2 separate regions of the Zea mays genome follow, and region 1 is linked to region 2. Evidence: chromatin contacts called from public Hi-C data. All regions are on one chromosome and are shown on one strand. Each heading gives the region's core, a stretch centred on a gene start, on an enhancer-like site or on the middle of the called end of the contact. The rest is flanking DNA. Distances are from core to core; before and after follow the strand shown. Region 1 holds the start of LOC100283692 (sterol-4-alpha-carboxylate 3-dehydrogenase, decarboxylating). Region 2 has its middle 41 kb from the start of LOC100276585.

Evidence for each region. Hi-C and Micro-C count contacts between places; a contact is called where the count stands out from the background.
Region 1: a Hi-C map of ear shows a contact between it and region 2, with 2.6 times the contacts expected there. The contact joins the promoter of LOC100283692 here to the enhancer-like site in region 2. A contact is called at or near these places in 2 of 25 Hi-C or Micro-C datasets (ear and leaf).

The regions. Positions count from the first base shown.
Region 1 is chr1:70,691,225-70,698,260 of Zm-B73-REFERENCE-NAM-5.0, reverse strand. LOC100283692 (sterol-4-alpha-carboxylate 3-dehydrogenase, decarboxylating) reads right to left here and starts at 5,671. Exons shown (of 12, transcript NM_001156593.1): 1 at 5,337-5,671; 2 at 4,002-4,091; 3 at 3,678-3,811; 4 at 3,424-3,594; 5 at 3,038-3,160; 6 at 2,856-2,935. The coding sequence starts at 5,577.
Region 2 is chr1:70,464,558-70,472,243 of Zm-B73-REFERENCE-NAM-5.0, reverse strand. No RefSeq gene overlaps it. Among protein-coding and RNA genes, the nearest start is that of LOC100276585, 41 kb to the right of the region's middle. Within about 2 kb of position 1,528, at least 19 of the 20 cell types and tissues checked have an H3K27ac peak or open chromatin away from gene starts, as enhancers often do. A contact at or near this core is called in ear and leaf, where this site is marked.

The sequences.
Region 1 (7,036 bases), core at 4,422-6,921, 220 kb before region 2:
CAGCGCAGAGCACCGACAAGCGCAACCCTATGACCGTGCCCACATCGTCGCTGTCTCCTTTGCCTCCCCTGCATGGAGCGTGGACCAGGCTCCCCTCCCCTATAGCAGTAGCCCCACTCCTCCCCACGTCTGTTGGCAACGATCTCTATAGTCGCGCACCTGTGCCACACTCCTCTGTGTTGAACGTTCTTACCCCCACGTGTAGCCTGCCCCGCCGAGGTCTCTACTGATGGTCGTATCCTCCTCAGGCCCCCCTACTCCTTCATGGCCCAATACGCCGCTTTCAGCCATCCCCTTTCTCCGGCGACATGGGGACATGGGTGGCCTGTGGCACCGATATCTTCCCTCCTCCCTCGATGCATGTCCTTTGCCATGCCACGATCCACGTGCCTCCCAACCGTGTGTGTCTCTCCCTTCACAACGACCAGCTTCTCTGGGCCACGTTCGTGGCCTTTGATCGGGCCATGAACCCTGTTCTTTGTGACTACGTCGATCTCTACCACCCTCCGGCCTTCGTCCACCCTTAGGAGGGCCACCATGCTATTGGGCTGTTTGTGTTCCACAGTGCTGAGATTGTCCACCACCCGTGCTCACCGTTAGCATGCTAGCCACTGGCGGCCTCAGCGCCCTCCTCGATGGCTCTGTGGGGGTGCCTCCCCTGGCTCTCTCCCCGTACCCCATGTCATTACAGCCCACTCCTACTCCCACCGACTGGGTTGCTAATTCTGGTGCCTCGTATCACACAACTCCTGATATCGGTATTCTCTTTACCTCATCCCCACAGCCTCACCTTCCCTTCTTCCATCATTGTCAGTAATGGGTCGACTCCGCCTGTCACCTCAGTAGGCGACACGGTTCTTCATGGTCCTTTGACCTCAACAAAATCCTTGTTGCCCCCAACATCATACAAAATCTTCTCTCGATTTGTCGCTTCACCACTGACAACCACTATTCTATAGAGTTCGATACCTAGGGGCTCACCATATGGCATCTTACCACTCGTGTTGTGGTCGTCCGATGCGACAACTCTGGCCCCTATATTCTATTCGCTTTCCTGCCCCACCACCCTCATCTTGTGTTGCCAAACCCTACGCCCTCGCCACCACTACCTCTGCCTCCACTTGGCACCGTTGACTTGGCCACCCCAGCCACGATGTCCTTTCTAGACTCTCACCTCGACCATTCCCTGCCCCAGCGGCAACATTGCCTCGCCTTATCATGCTTGTCAGCTTGGTTGCCACACTCACTGACCCTTCACCTCTTCCATGTCCCGCACCGCTCGCCCCTTTGATCTCGCCCACTGTGACATTTGGACATCCCCGATACCGAGCCTTTCCGGCAACCAATACTATTTGGTCATCCTAGATAACTTCGCTCACTACCTCTGGACTTTTCCCCTCCATCATACATTTGATACATTCCCTAGCCTATCTCATTTCTTTCACGCACAAAGCACATGGGGATCGACCTCTACTTCGTTTGTGAGCCTGTTGCCGTCGATGATGTATGTCCTCCGCATACCGACCACTTCACAGTTCGTCGATATCTTCACCAAGGGGCTCCCCTCTACATTGTTCTCAAAGTTTTGGTCCAGTCTCAACATCTGTAAGGCCTAGAGTCACGACTACGGGGGTTGTTAGACATGTGTGTGTCTTAACAGTAACGGGCTTAGGCCCAATCCATATATTATTTAATCTATTAATATAGATGCCCAACCCTAGTTAGGGTTAGGGTTTCTATTCTCCCAACAATGAGATGTGAGTTTGACACTACTACACATATTAGTGTAGAAGGTTCAGTAGTGCTAGTAAGGATACCTTTCAGTATTTAGGATCAATGATATAGAGACAGAGATATTGATGAATGATGAAGATGTTAACCATAGAATCAAAGTAATGTGGATGAAATGGCGTCAAACATATGACCATCTATGTGACAAGAGGGTAACACAGAAGCTAAAAAAAGACAAATCAGGCTCTCGCGTGAGTGGGGTCTAGGAGAAGGAAGAGTCGAGGCAAGCCTTCCCCCGTAAATGCAGAGAGGCTGCTTCGAACACACAACATGGTGACTTAGTGAGACAGTTCTCACCACTACACCTGGCTTGTCCTTCAAAAAGAATTTTGGCCTACAAAAAGACGACATGCTTGATAGATAAGTGTTGCAAAACCGCGTATGTTGTGTTGGATTTTTGACCATACATGAAGGGATCAAGTTCGGGATGATGATATATGTGATACGCTACGGGTAGCACCAACTGAAGAAAAGCTTGTCCAACATCAGTTGAGGTGGTTTGGGCATGTCCAACGGAGATCTCCATAAGCATTGGGACGTAATGGGATCCTAAGTCATAATAGTAATAGGAAGAGATGCAGGGGACAGCTGAAGTTGGTATAGAAAGTGGCAGTAAAATGAGACTTGAAATGATAGAATATACCGAAAGATTTACCTTGAATAGGAGTGCATAAAGAACAACTATGTGTTGAACCTTTACTTGTGGTTTCTATTAGGTTGTAACTAGTCTATCTCAACTTGCTTGGGACTAAAAGGCTTTGTTGTTGTACCTTAATAAATAGATTCTCATAGCTCAAAAATAATGTTGTGTTTTCAATAGGGAAGAAGGGAAAGAAAATCATCTTGACACTGTCAAAACTTAGACGTCAATTAAGCTTAATATGAAACTCAAATAAAGATTACAAATATTCCAAACCTACAGGAGGAATTCAGTGAATATGAGATAAGACTGCATGAGCTTTCTAGTTATGTGGAAAGTTATTTGTCATAGATTTGGCTGGTGAGTGATAACAAAAGTCTAGGTATTACATTATTCTACAGATGTCATTGTGAAACATGAATACCTTTCATATCCAAGACCTTCTAAAATCAATGACATGAACTCCCAGAATTTTATAGGCTCCATATTTGTTATGAAATAGGTCTGGAAAAGCAATATCAAATAGGATTAGTGAATCTCGAATGTAAGATGCTGACCAAAAGATCCAAAGTTACCCCACAGTTTATATGTAAGTGAAATCCATACTTTTCCAGCGGCTATCTTTGCACCATCTTCAGATGATAGAGTTTTCTCCGCACAAACATGGCCATATGCCACATTTTCCACGTAGGTGAAATCATAGTAGTTGTTCCCATCACCAATAATGTACTGCATAGGAAGACAATAATGTTTTTTTAGGAAGTATTAAAATGAAAAACAGTTTCATATGAAACTTTTATAAAATATAAAGGCTAAAAATGTAGCTCACCAAGATCTTAATTATTTTTGTCAAAAATGATTTCAGCAACTAATTAAAATATAAATGGTACTATGAATCTATAAATGAGAGTTGTCAATATGCAGTGTGATCACCAAGACACCAACATTTACTAGACTAGCATACTTAAGTCCATGCATGTAGCTATTCTTACTTTGGACTTCCCTGCCCTTGCAGCAGCAACCAAAGATGGAACCATTAGCTTATCACCAGGGCCAAAAATGCTACTTGGGCGTATACAGCATGTAAGAAGCCCTTCCCTACCATTAGCTCTCATCACAAGCTTTTCTGCATCCGCTTTCGTTTCTGAATATGAATCATTAAACTGGAGTAAGAAAACATCATGTCAGAAAAGATAGAACAAGTGCAAGCCACTGACAAATCAAAATGGAATGCATACAAACAGACCTTATCTGGGTAAGGCATTGATTCATCTGCATTAAAAATTCCATGAACTCCATCAAACACGACACTAGGTGAACTAGTATAGATGAGTCTCTTCACCTTGCAACGGATACAAGTGTCAATAACATTCTTTGTTCCTGCACAATGTCACATGCAAATCATTGCAGTAAACAAGGTTTACTTGTTAATTGTTAGTGATATAGTGATACGTAATGGCAATAAGTAAACATGGCTCAATTCGGTGTTATCTCATAAACAAAACTAAGTGTTGTCATTAATTATGAAGTAGGAACCAAAGCTGGCTACACACAAGTTAGCAGTACCAACCATCGACATTGACTCCATAATGAAGGTGGAAGTTGTTGATGGATGAATCTGGAGCAGCCATATGGAAAACTACTTCTGCCCCTTCAAAAGCTGCAGATGAAAAACACATGCAATGGAATAAGCACAAAGACTGCATGCATCAATCAATCAATTGAGTAATGCAAATACTATCTATTTCATATTAGACCAATTCATATAGTCAAAACTTATAGCCTACCATCGAGATAAAGTGAGTGATTTCATAACTTCGCAAAAGATTAACAAACTTGACAAGTGTGAAGACAACTGCAACTAACATGGAGAGCTCTGAAACTAAAATTGAAAAACAAAAAGATTAAATCCATCACATATGTACTTATGTTTCTATGATACTCAATATCATATGGAAGATTAAAAAGTTTGAGAGACCACAGATCATCAAAGGGTTTAGGGTACAATGGTGACAGTTGTCTCACTGAGTCACTATGTCGCGGGTTTGAAGCAGTCTCTCCACATTTGCGGGGAGGGCTTGCTCGGCTTATCCCTTTCCTAGACCTCACTCATTTGGAAGACTCCGGCTTTGAGTCCACCCTTATAAGTTATAACATTAACTTACTGGTATGGTTTAATATCATACTGAGCTGGTTCAAAACTTCCCATTATTAGCAGCAAATTTTCATTAGAAAATTGTAAGACAGAGAAACAATTTAATGCATTTCTCATATCAGTATATGACACCCAATTATATCCTACAGGCTAAGGCGGGTTAATGCCAATGATTAAGAAACATCAAATCCGTAGCTGAAATATCAGAAACTGGATCCTAGTTTTGTACCACCACTTACCTCCACATCACACGGGTGAACCCTCTTTGGATGAACTCATTGGTTTCAACAGTGAACCCTTTGTGGATTAACTCATTAGTTTCAACAAGATCAACATAGGAGCAATATCTGGGACGAAATAAAGCACTAGGCCACTATATAAACTAGACATTAGACAAAACTCATAACCAGGAATGTACACAGTGTGAAGCTAATAGGAAGTTCCACAAAAATGGGATCAACACTATACATAAAGTTAGCTCAATCATATGGAACTAAGTGAAGATTATATAAGGCAGATATTAGCAATATTGCGAACCAAATTATGTGTCCCCAATGTCCAGCATCACTAGTTCATCCGATTTCTTAAGCAGCCCCCAAGAGTGGACACCAACACATCCACTTCCTCCAATAGAAGGGATCTTCAGATCCCCCCCCACACACACACGAAACGAAAGGGCACCGCCGCGTCGCCTTATGATTCCAACCTGGCTAACAACATGGGAAGGGGGGCAAATGGGAGACCACGCACCTCTGGCGACCTGGGCCTTGTCACGGAGGTCGGCGGACACGTAGACGGCCTGGCCTTCGCGGAGAGCAGCACCCAGGAAACCCTCTTCTTCGTCGCGGTCGAGCGTGATGGCAGGGCCCAGGTCGGCCACGCGCACCCGCCACTCGCCGGAGCGGAGCAGCATCGTCACCAGATGCCTCGCGGCGAACCCGCGGCCGCCAGTCACCACGCACCACCTCCCATCGCCTCTAACCGCCTCCATCTCCCTTCCCGCCGTCGCCGCCGCTCGAATTCGAGGAGGATACAAGGAGGGAGGCAGACACACCACTGCGCGGCTACGCCGAGCGCCCGAATCCGGAGGTGGCCTCTGCCCGCCGCGATCCGATCTGTGGCTTTTTCGGCGTCAGAGGCTGTCAATCCAGTGGGTCCGACTTGTCATTGGTTGGTTCATATTTCTCCTCCATTGGCCAGTTGGCCACAGGGAAGCGCTCCAGCATGGCCACCGTTCAAAGTTTTGGTGCCACTTTTTGTGCGCACGTTGTAATGGGAATAAAAGAAAAAAATATACTAACTTAAACGTGTATATTATATGTTGCAACGTTATATTTATTCCTTCCTTTTTTATTTATCACGTTTTAGTTTAAAAATAAATTAGCTGATGACGAATATTCAAGAAAGAGGGAATATATATAATGATATTCACAGTTAAATCAGTGACATGTGTTGAGAAGGAACATAAATTATTCGATAAAAATGTTGGTGCGCAACTCTTAAATGAAAACAAAAACACTTATATTATCGAGCTCAATATCTCACAAATTCTTCCCCAATAGTCACGGAATTGTTATGAAACAAGCAATCCTTGTACATTTAATGTATTTAGTATGGAATATAATGCTTGAATTTTCTGTCACTTGGGAAGTTGCTGGTATGGGTTAAAAATAATATGAATACTTGTGATTCAGTGTATCTGCCAGCTTTCTCTCTTTTTGATTCATTAAAAGGGGCTGAATATCCAACAGAAAAGCCTTCACCTCTGCAAGGAAGCAGCACTTCACGATTCAGATGTTTGTTCTTCCATATGAGCATCAGTAGCAACCTTCAGTGCTTGGTATTGGTAACTGATCACGTGATTGGTTGGTTGGTGGCGTCCAGGCCCATGGCGTCGCGTTGACCGAGCGGACGTCATGTTGACCGTGCTCCGCTCGTGTTTGGATGGCTGCAGTGTATGACGGCTACTTACATCTGCGCGTGCAGCCTAGAGCTTTTTTTTGCTCGCTCGCCTGCATAAGCAAAAATGCAGGAGAGCTGCGTTCCTAGCGGTCCAGGCTGGCGCGAGCCCGGCGCTCGATGTGCAATCACAGATTAAGATATCCAAGATAATTCTATTCCACCAGCACTCATTAAAGTTTGGCAAGATATGCCTGAACGTTAGCGCGTAGCAGATGGAAAATAAGAGGAGGCGTTGGGAATGGCACCGCAAATCAAAGTTCATGCAAACCACAAAGCATAAATTTCATGTTGGCCAGTTCTGGTTGCTACAGATGACAGATCCTCGGCATACCAGCAGGGAGCCTAGGCTGGGGCATATCAGCAAGGAACCCATACATTGTCGATGGCCGTGAAAGTAAATTACCATACGCTCATCACGGGTCATGTTACCATGTGGTGCAATTGGCAGCCTAACACACGAAACTGGTCGACCCACCCTGCAATGCCAA
Region 2 (7,686 bases), core at 279-2,778:
TGTTTCGTAACAAATAGGACGAGTATGGAGTGGTGACAAGAAACAAAGCAAGACTTGTAGCAAAAGGTTATGCTCAAGTTGCAGGTTTGGATTTTGAGGAGACTTTTGCTCTTGTAGCTAGGCTTGAGTCTATTCGTATATTATTAGCCTATGCTACTCACCATTCCTTTAAGCTCTTTCAAATGGACGTGAAGAGCGCTTTCCTCAATGGGCCAATCAAGGAAGAGGTGTACGTGGAACAACCCCATGGCTTCGAGGATGACAAACATGTGAAGAGTTTAGCAGGGTGATGCCACAGAAATTCGAGATGTCCATGATGGGAGAGCTGACTTACTTCCTCGGATTTCAAGTAAAGCAACTCAAGGAAGGAACATTCCTCTCTCAAACGAAGTACATCCAAGATATACTAAAGAAGTTTGGGATGAAGGATGCAAAGCATGCTAAGACGCCAATGGGAACCTGACGGTCACTTGGACCTCAATGCGGGAGGTAAGTCCGTAGATTAAAAGATATATCGATCTATGATAGGATCCTTGCTTTATCTTTGTGTAGGTAGACTGGACATTATGCTTTTAGGGGCTGGCACTTGGGCCCCATACGCTAGATGCGGGCGGTAGGTTGCAACCCCGTGGAGGGAGGTTGTCCCGCGGGTCCCGCCTGTCGGTGCTCGATGGCCAGGCGTGCCGTCCTGGACTAGGCCGAGAGATGAGAAAAGGTTATATGGGCCGAATAGGTTAGTTTCTTTTTTGCTTTTCCTAATTCTATTTTTCCTATTTAAGTTCTCAAATTCCAAATCTGAATTCAACTAATGTTAATACTTCAAAATTAAATCTTCCAAATAAGTGCACAAACAAATAAACTTCAGCATGATGCATAATTCATATTTTTATTTAGTATCTAATTAAGATGGAAATATATTTCAGTAATAAACCATAGCATAATTTCATTATTCTTTATTGAGTGTCTAAAGTCTCAGAGATTCATATTTGGGTTTACACCGCCACAGCTCCACGGTAGTGGCCTCGCCGGCATAAGACATCGAGGCGGACGGCGACGCGGTTCAGCTAGAATTTTTCACTGTGATGGCGCTGCTACGAAGCTACCAAGAAGACGTCTTATGGTTCATGGCCTAAGGGGATCGTGGGGCTACTATATATATGGGCGAGGACGTGATGATCGGGCGTGCTACGCCTACGCCAAATCAGGGTGGGGTGGCTGAGACGGATTAGAGAACGAAGCTCAACGGAGTCCTTGCGCACTTGGTTGAAGCGAAACGGCGGCTCCCTCAAACGGAACCCACACGTCGATGAGACGATGACCGCCCCACATACATGCTCGCGCGGAGAAGGGAAGTTCGGCGGTGCGGAGTCAGCCTGGTCCGAAACTAGCGACAATTTCTGATTCGGCTCGATGAAGAAGGAGATCTCGACATGTGGGACCCACACGTCAGCGCACTATCGTCCGCGAGCACGGCCAGGTGAACCTGTCTCGCCACGAGTCCCACCTGGCGATGTCCAGGTCTAGGCGTCTAGCGCAGTGAGCGGCATTGGGCCGGCTAACAGCTCACGCGGGCCTGCGTGAGAGTAGGGATAGTGCTGGGCCGAGGGGAGAGGCAACCTACGTGGTTGTTTACTCTTTATCTTCCATTTTCTATTTCTTTTTTTCTTTTTTTCGATATTATTTTCAATTTTCAAGTCATATTCAAATAAAGTTTGAATTCCAATCTTAAAATTTAATGTACAAGTAAAAAACTCAGCACGAGATGACTTCTTAATTATTCTATCCATTTAAGCAAATGCTTCAAAGCACATATATAATTTAACAGAATATTTTTCTTAAATACTGTCGGGGACCATAATTAGGAGTACCCTCAAGGCTCCTAATTCTCAGCTGGTAACCCTCATCAGCATAAAGCTGCAAAGGCCTGATGGGTGCGATTAAGTCAGGGATCGGTCCATTCGAGGGACTCGATCACGCCTCGCCCGAGCCTAGCCTCGATAAGGGCAGCCGACCCCGGAGGATCTCCGCCTCGCCCGAGGCCCCCCTCCAGCGGCTAACGTATTTCCGGCTCGCCCGAGGCCCTGTCTTCGCCAAGAAGCAACCCTGACCAAATCGACGCGCCGACCGACCAAATCGCAGGACCATTTAATGCAAAAGTGGTTTGACGCCTTTATCCTGACGCGCACCCTTCAGCCGACAGAGCCGAAGTGACCGCCGTCACTTCGCCGCTCCACTGACCGGCCTGACAGAAAGACAGCGCCGCCTGCGCCGCTCCGACTGCGGTGCCACTTGACAGAGTGAGGCTGACAGGCAGTCAGGCCCGGCCGCAGGCACCATAGGAAGCTCCGCTTCGCCCGACCCAGGGCTCGGACTCGGGCTAAGTCCCGGAAGACGGCGAACTCCGCTCCGCCCGACCCAGGGCTCGGACTCGGGCTAAGTCCCGGAAGACGGCGAACTCCGCTCCGCCCGACCAGGGGCTCGGACTCGGGCTAAGTCCCGGAAGACGACGAACTCCGCTCCGCCCGACCCAGGGCTCGGACTTGGGCTCAGCCCCAGAAGACGACGAACTCCGCTTCGCCCGACCCCAGGGCTCGGACTCCGCCCTGGCCTCAGCCGACGGTCTCCGCCTCGCCCGACCTAGGGGCTCGGACTCGACCTCGGCCACGGAAGACAGACTCGACCTCGGCTTCGGAGGAGCTTCCACATCGCCCAACCTAGGGCGCAGACCAGCCACGTCAACAGGAGGCGCCATCATCACCCTACCCCAAGCTGACTCGGGCCACGGGGAACAAGACCGGCATCCCATCTGGCTCGCTCCGCCAGATAGGCAATGATGGCGCCCCGCATACTCTGTGACGACGGCGGCTCTCAGCCCCCTTACGGAAGCAAGAGGACGTCAGCAAGGACTCAACAGCTCCGACAGCTGTCCCTCCGCCAGGCTCCAGCGCTCCTCCGACGGCCACGACATCACACCAGTTGGGTGCCAAAATCTCTCCGGCTGCCACAACGGCATGTACTTAGGGCGCTAGCTCTCCTCCGCTAGACACGTAGCACTCTGCTACACCCCCCATTGTACATCTAGATCCTCTCCTTACGCCTATAAAAGGAAGGACCAGAGCCCTCTTAGAGAGGGTTGGCCACGCGGGGGACGAGGACGAGACAGGCGCTCGCGTGAGGCCGCTCGCTCCCTCTCCCGTGTGGACGCTTGTAACCCCCTACTGCAAGCGCACCCGACCTGGGTGCGGGACGAACACGAAGGCCGCGGGATTTCCACCTCTCTCACGCCCATCTCCGGCCACCTCACTTCCCCCCTTCGTGCTCGGCCTCGCGCCGACCCATCTGGGCTGGGGCACGCGGCGACATTTCACTCGTCGGCTTAGGGACCCCCCGGTCTCGAAACGCCGACAGTTGGCACGCCAGGTAGGGGCCTGCTGCGTGTTGACGAACAGCTTCCCGTCAAGCTCCAGATGGGCAGTCTCCAGCAACCTCTCCGACCCGGGACGGTGCTCCGTTTCGGGAGCCTTGAGTTCATGTCCCTCGACGGCGGCTACGACATGATACTCCTTCCACCGCCGGACGACAGCGACAATGGCGGCCGACAGCCCGCCCGCCGGCGGTGGAATCGACGACGTCTTCCCCGCGTGGTGGAAGAACAACATTCGAGCTCGCCCCGTCCTCTCCCCCGCCAACGGAGGAGGAGGCAGGGCAACCAAGGCCAAGCGGGAGGCAGCGCCTCGTCGGCTGTCGAGCGAGTCGACGGCCCCAGCGCCCCAACGGGGGGCGCGTCGGGCATCGACCTCGCGTTTGAGACGAAGGCGAGCGCCGTCTCCCCGCGACACGCCAATTCCGAGCAAACGGATGACGTCCGCACGCTCGCGAAAGGCTTGATGGACGTCACCTTCGTACCTGAGACAACAGTGCAGTCAGTCCCCGACGTGACTTCATCACCGCCCGTCGACCAAGAGGTACCGACCGATTCCCATCTCGCGCCTTTCGGATTCAGCCTCGACCTGCCAAGCGGCCTCGCTTTGGCGGACGCTCTTGTAGAGGCGAGTCCGAACCCTCTGGGGTTTCGTATGCGGTCACCTTGGGACCGGCTGACGGACGTCTCGACCTACGGGCCCTCTGGGTCCGAGGAAGACGACGAGCCCAGCTTCTGTTGGGACTTCTCCGGACTTGGCAACCCCAGTGCCATGCGGGACTTCATGACCGCATGCGACTACTGCCTTTCCGACTGTTCCGACGGTAGCCGTAGCCTCGGTGACGAGGACTGCGGCCCAAGCCACGAATGTTTCCACGTCGATCTAGGGGGTCCCTCCGAAGGTAACCATCTCGGCATGTCGGAGGACGGTGACCTCCCTAGGCCGGTGCCTCGCGTTGACATCCCACGGGAGCTAGCTGTGGTCCCCGTTCAGGCGGGTGGCCATGACCCACAGCTCGAGCAAATCCGCGGGGTGCAGGCCAGGCTCGACGAGGGAGCAGGAGCGCTTGAGCCGATTCGCCGGGACGGGGCAGGAATGGGCGGGCCAGCCTCCGGCCGGAGAAATACGTCATCTACCCCAGGGCTTCCAGCACCGCATCGCCGACGATGTCAGGGTCAGGCCGCCACCCGCGTCCAGCGGGGTTGGCCAGAACCTGGCTGCAGCAGCAATGCTCCTCCACGGGATGCCGGAGCCATCAACCACCGAGGGGCGGCGAATCCAGGGAGAGCTCAAGAATCTCCTGGAAGGCGCCGCGGTCCGACGGGCCGAGAGCTCCGCCTCCCGAAGGCAGGGGTACCCCTCGGAACCTCATGCCGCGACTTCCCGATTCATGCGGGAAGCCTCGGTCTACACCGGGCGCACGCGCAACACAGCGCTTGCGCCCCCGGGTCGCCTCGGCAACGAGCACCATCACCGCGACCGTCGGGCCCACCTCGACGAGAGGGTGCGCCGAGGCTACCACCCCAGGCGTAGGGGACGCTACGACAGCGGGGAGGATCGGAGTCCCTCGCCCGAACCACCCGGTCTGCAGGCCTTCAGCCGGGCCATACGACGGGCGCCGTTCCTGACCCGGTTCCGACCCCCGACTACTATCACAAAGTACTCGGGGGAGACGAGACCGGAACTGTGGCTCGCGGACTACCGTCTGGCCTGCCAACTGGGTGGAACGGACGATGACAACCTCATCATCCGCAACCTCCCCCTGTTTCTCTCCGACACCGCCCACGCCTGGTTGGAGCACCTGCCTCCGGGGCAGATCTCCAACTGGGACGACCTAGTCCAAGCTTTCGCCGGCAATTTCCAGGGCACGTACGTGCGCCCCGGGAATTCCTGGGACCTCCGAAGCTGCCGACAGCAGCCGGGAGAGTCTCTCCGAGATTACATCCGGCGATTCTCGAAGCAGCGCACCGAGCTGCCCAACATCACCGACTCGGATGTCATCGGCGCGTTCCTCGCTGGCACCACCTGTCGCGACCTGGTGAGCAAGCTGGGTCGTAAGACCCCCACCAGGGCGAGCGAGCTGATGGACATCGCCACCAAGTTCGCCTCCGGCCAGGAGGCGGTCGAGGCTATCTTCCGGAAGGACAAGCAGCCCCAGGGCCGCCCATCGGAAGATGCCCCCGAGGCGTCAACTCAGCGCGGCGCCAAGAAGAAGGGCAAGAAGAAGTCGCAAGCGAAATGCGACGCCGCCGACGCGGACCTTGTCGCCACTGCCGAGTACAAGAACCCTCGGAAACCCCCCGGAGGTGCCAACCTCTTCGACAAGATGCTCAAGGAGCCGTGCCCCTATCACCAGGGGCCCGTCAAGCACACCCTTGAGGAGTGCGTCATGCTTCGGCGCCACTTCCACAGGGCCGGGCCACTCGCGGAGGGTGGCAGGGCCCACGACGACGACAAGAAGGAAGATCACCAGGCAGAAGAGTTCTTCGAGGTCCACGACTGCTTCATGATCTACGGTGGGCAAGCGGCAAACGCCTCGGCTCGGCACCGCAAGCAAGAGCGCCGGGAGGTATGTTCGGTGAAGGTGGCGGCGCCAGTCTACCTAGACTGGTCCGACAAGCCCATCACCTTCGACCAAGCCGACCACCCTGACCATGTGCCGAGCCCGGGGAAATACCCGCTCGTCGTCGACCCCATCATCGGCGACGTCAGGCTCACCAAGGTCCTCATGGACGGAGGCAGCAGCCTCAACATCATCTACGCCGAGACCCTCGGGCTCCTGCGTGTCGATCTGTCCTCAGTCCGGGCAGGCGCTGCACCTTTCCATGGGATCATCCCCGGGAAGCGCGTCCAGCCCCTCGGACAACTCGACCTTCCCGTCTGCTTCGGAACACCCTCCAACTTCCGAAGGGAGACCCTGACATTCGAGGTGGTCGGGTTCCGAGGAACCTACCACGCGGTACTGGGAAGGCCATGCTACGCGAAGTTCATGGCCGTCCCCAACTACACCTACCTAAAGCTCAAGATGCCGGGCCCCAACGGGGTCATCACCGTCGGCCCCACGTACAAACACACATTCGAATGCGACGTGGAGTGTGTGGAGTACGCCGAGGCCCTCGCCGAGTCCGAGGCCCTCATCGCCGACCTGGAGAGCCTCTCTAAGGAGGTGCCAGACGTAAAGCGTCATGCCGGCAACTTCGAGCCCGCGGAGACGGTTAAGTCCGTCCCCCTCGACCCCAGCGGCGACGCCTCCAAGCAGATCCGGATCGGCTCCGAGCTTGGTCCCAAATAGGAAGCAGTGCTCGTCGACTTTCTCCGCGCGAACGCCGACGTCTTCGCGTGGAGTCCCTCGGACATGCCCGGCATACCGAGGGATGTCGCCGAGCACTCGCTGGACATCCGAGCCAGAGCCCGACCCGTCAAGCAGCCTCTGCGCCAATTCGATGAAGAAAAGCGCAGAGCCATAGGCGAGGAGGTCCACAAGCTAATGGCGGCAGGGTTCATCAAAGAGGTATTCCATCCCGAATGGCTTGCCAACCCTGTGCTTGTGAGAAAGAAAGGAGGGAAATGGTGGATGTGTGTAGACTACACTGGTCTAAACAAAGCATGTTTGAAGGTTCCCTACCCTCTGCCTCGCATCGATCAAATCGTGGATTCCACTACTGGGTGTGAAACCCTGTCTTTCCTCGATGCCTACTCAGGGTATCACCAAATTAGGATGAAGGAGTCCGACTAGCTCGCGACTTCTTTCATCACACCCTTCGGCATGTACTGCTATGTCACCATGCCGTTCGGCTTGAGGAATGCGGGTGCGACGTACCAGCGGTGCATGAACCATGTGTTCGGCCAACACATCGGCCGGACGATCGAGGCCTACGTCGATGACATCGTAGTCAAGACGAGGAAAGCCTCCGACCTCCTTTCCGACCTTGAAGTGACATTCCGATGTCTCAAGGCGAAAGGCATCAAGCTCAATCCCGAAAAGTGTGTCTCCGGGGTGCCCCAAGGCATGCTCTTGGGGTTTATCGTCTCCGAGCGAGACATCGAAGCCAACCCGGAGAAGATCGCAGCAATCACTAGCATGGGGCCCATCAAGGACTTGAAAGGCGTACAGAGGGTCATGGGATGTCTTGCGGCTCTGAGCCGCTTCATCTCACGCCTCGGCGAAAGAGGCCTGCCTCTATACCGCCTCTTAAGGAAAGCCGAGTGCTTCACTTGGACCCCTGAGGCCGAGGAAGCCCTTAGGAACCTGAAGGCGCTCCTC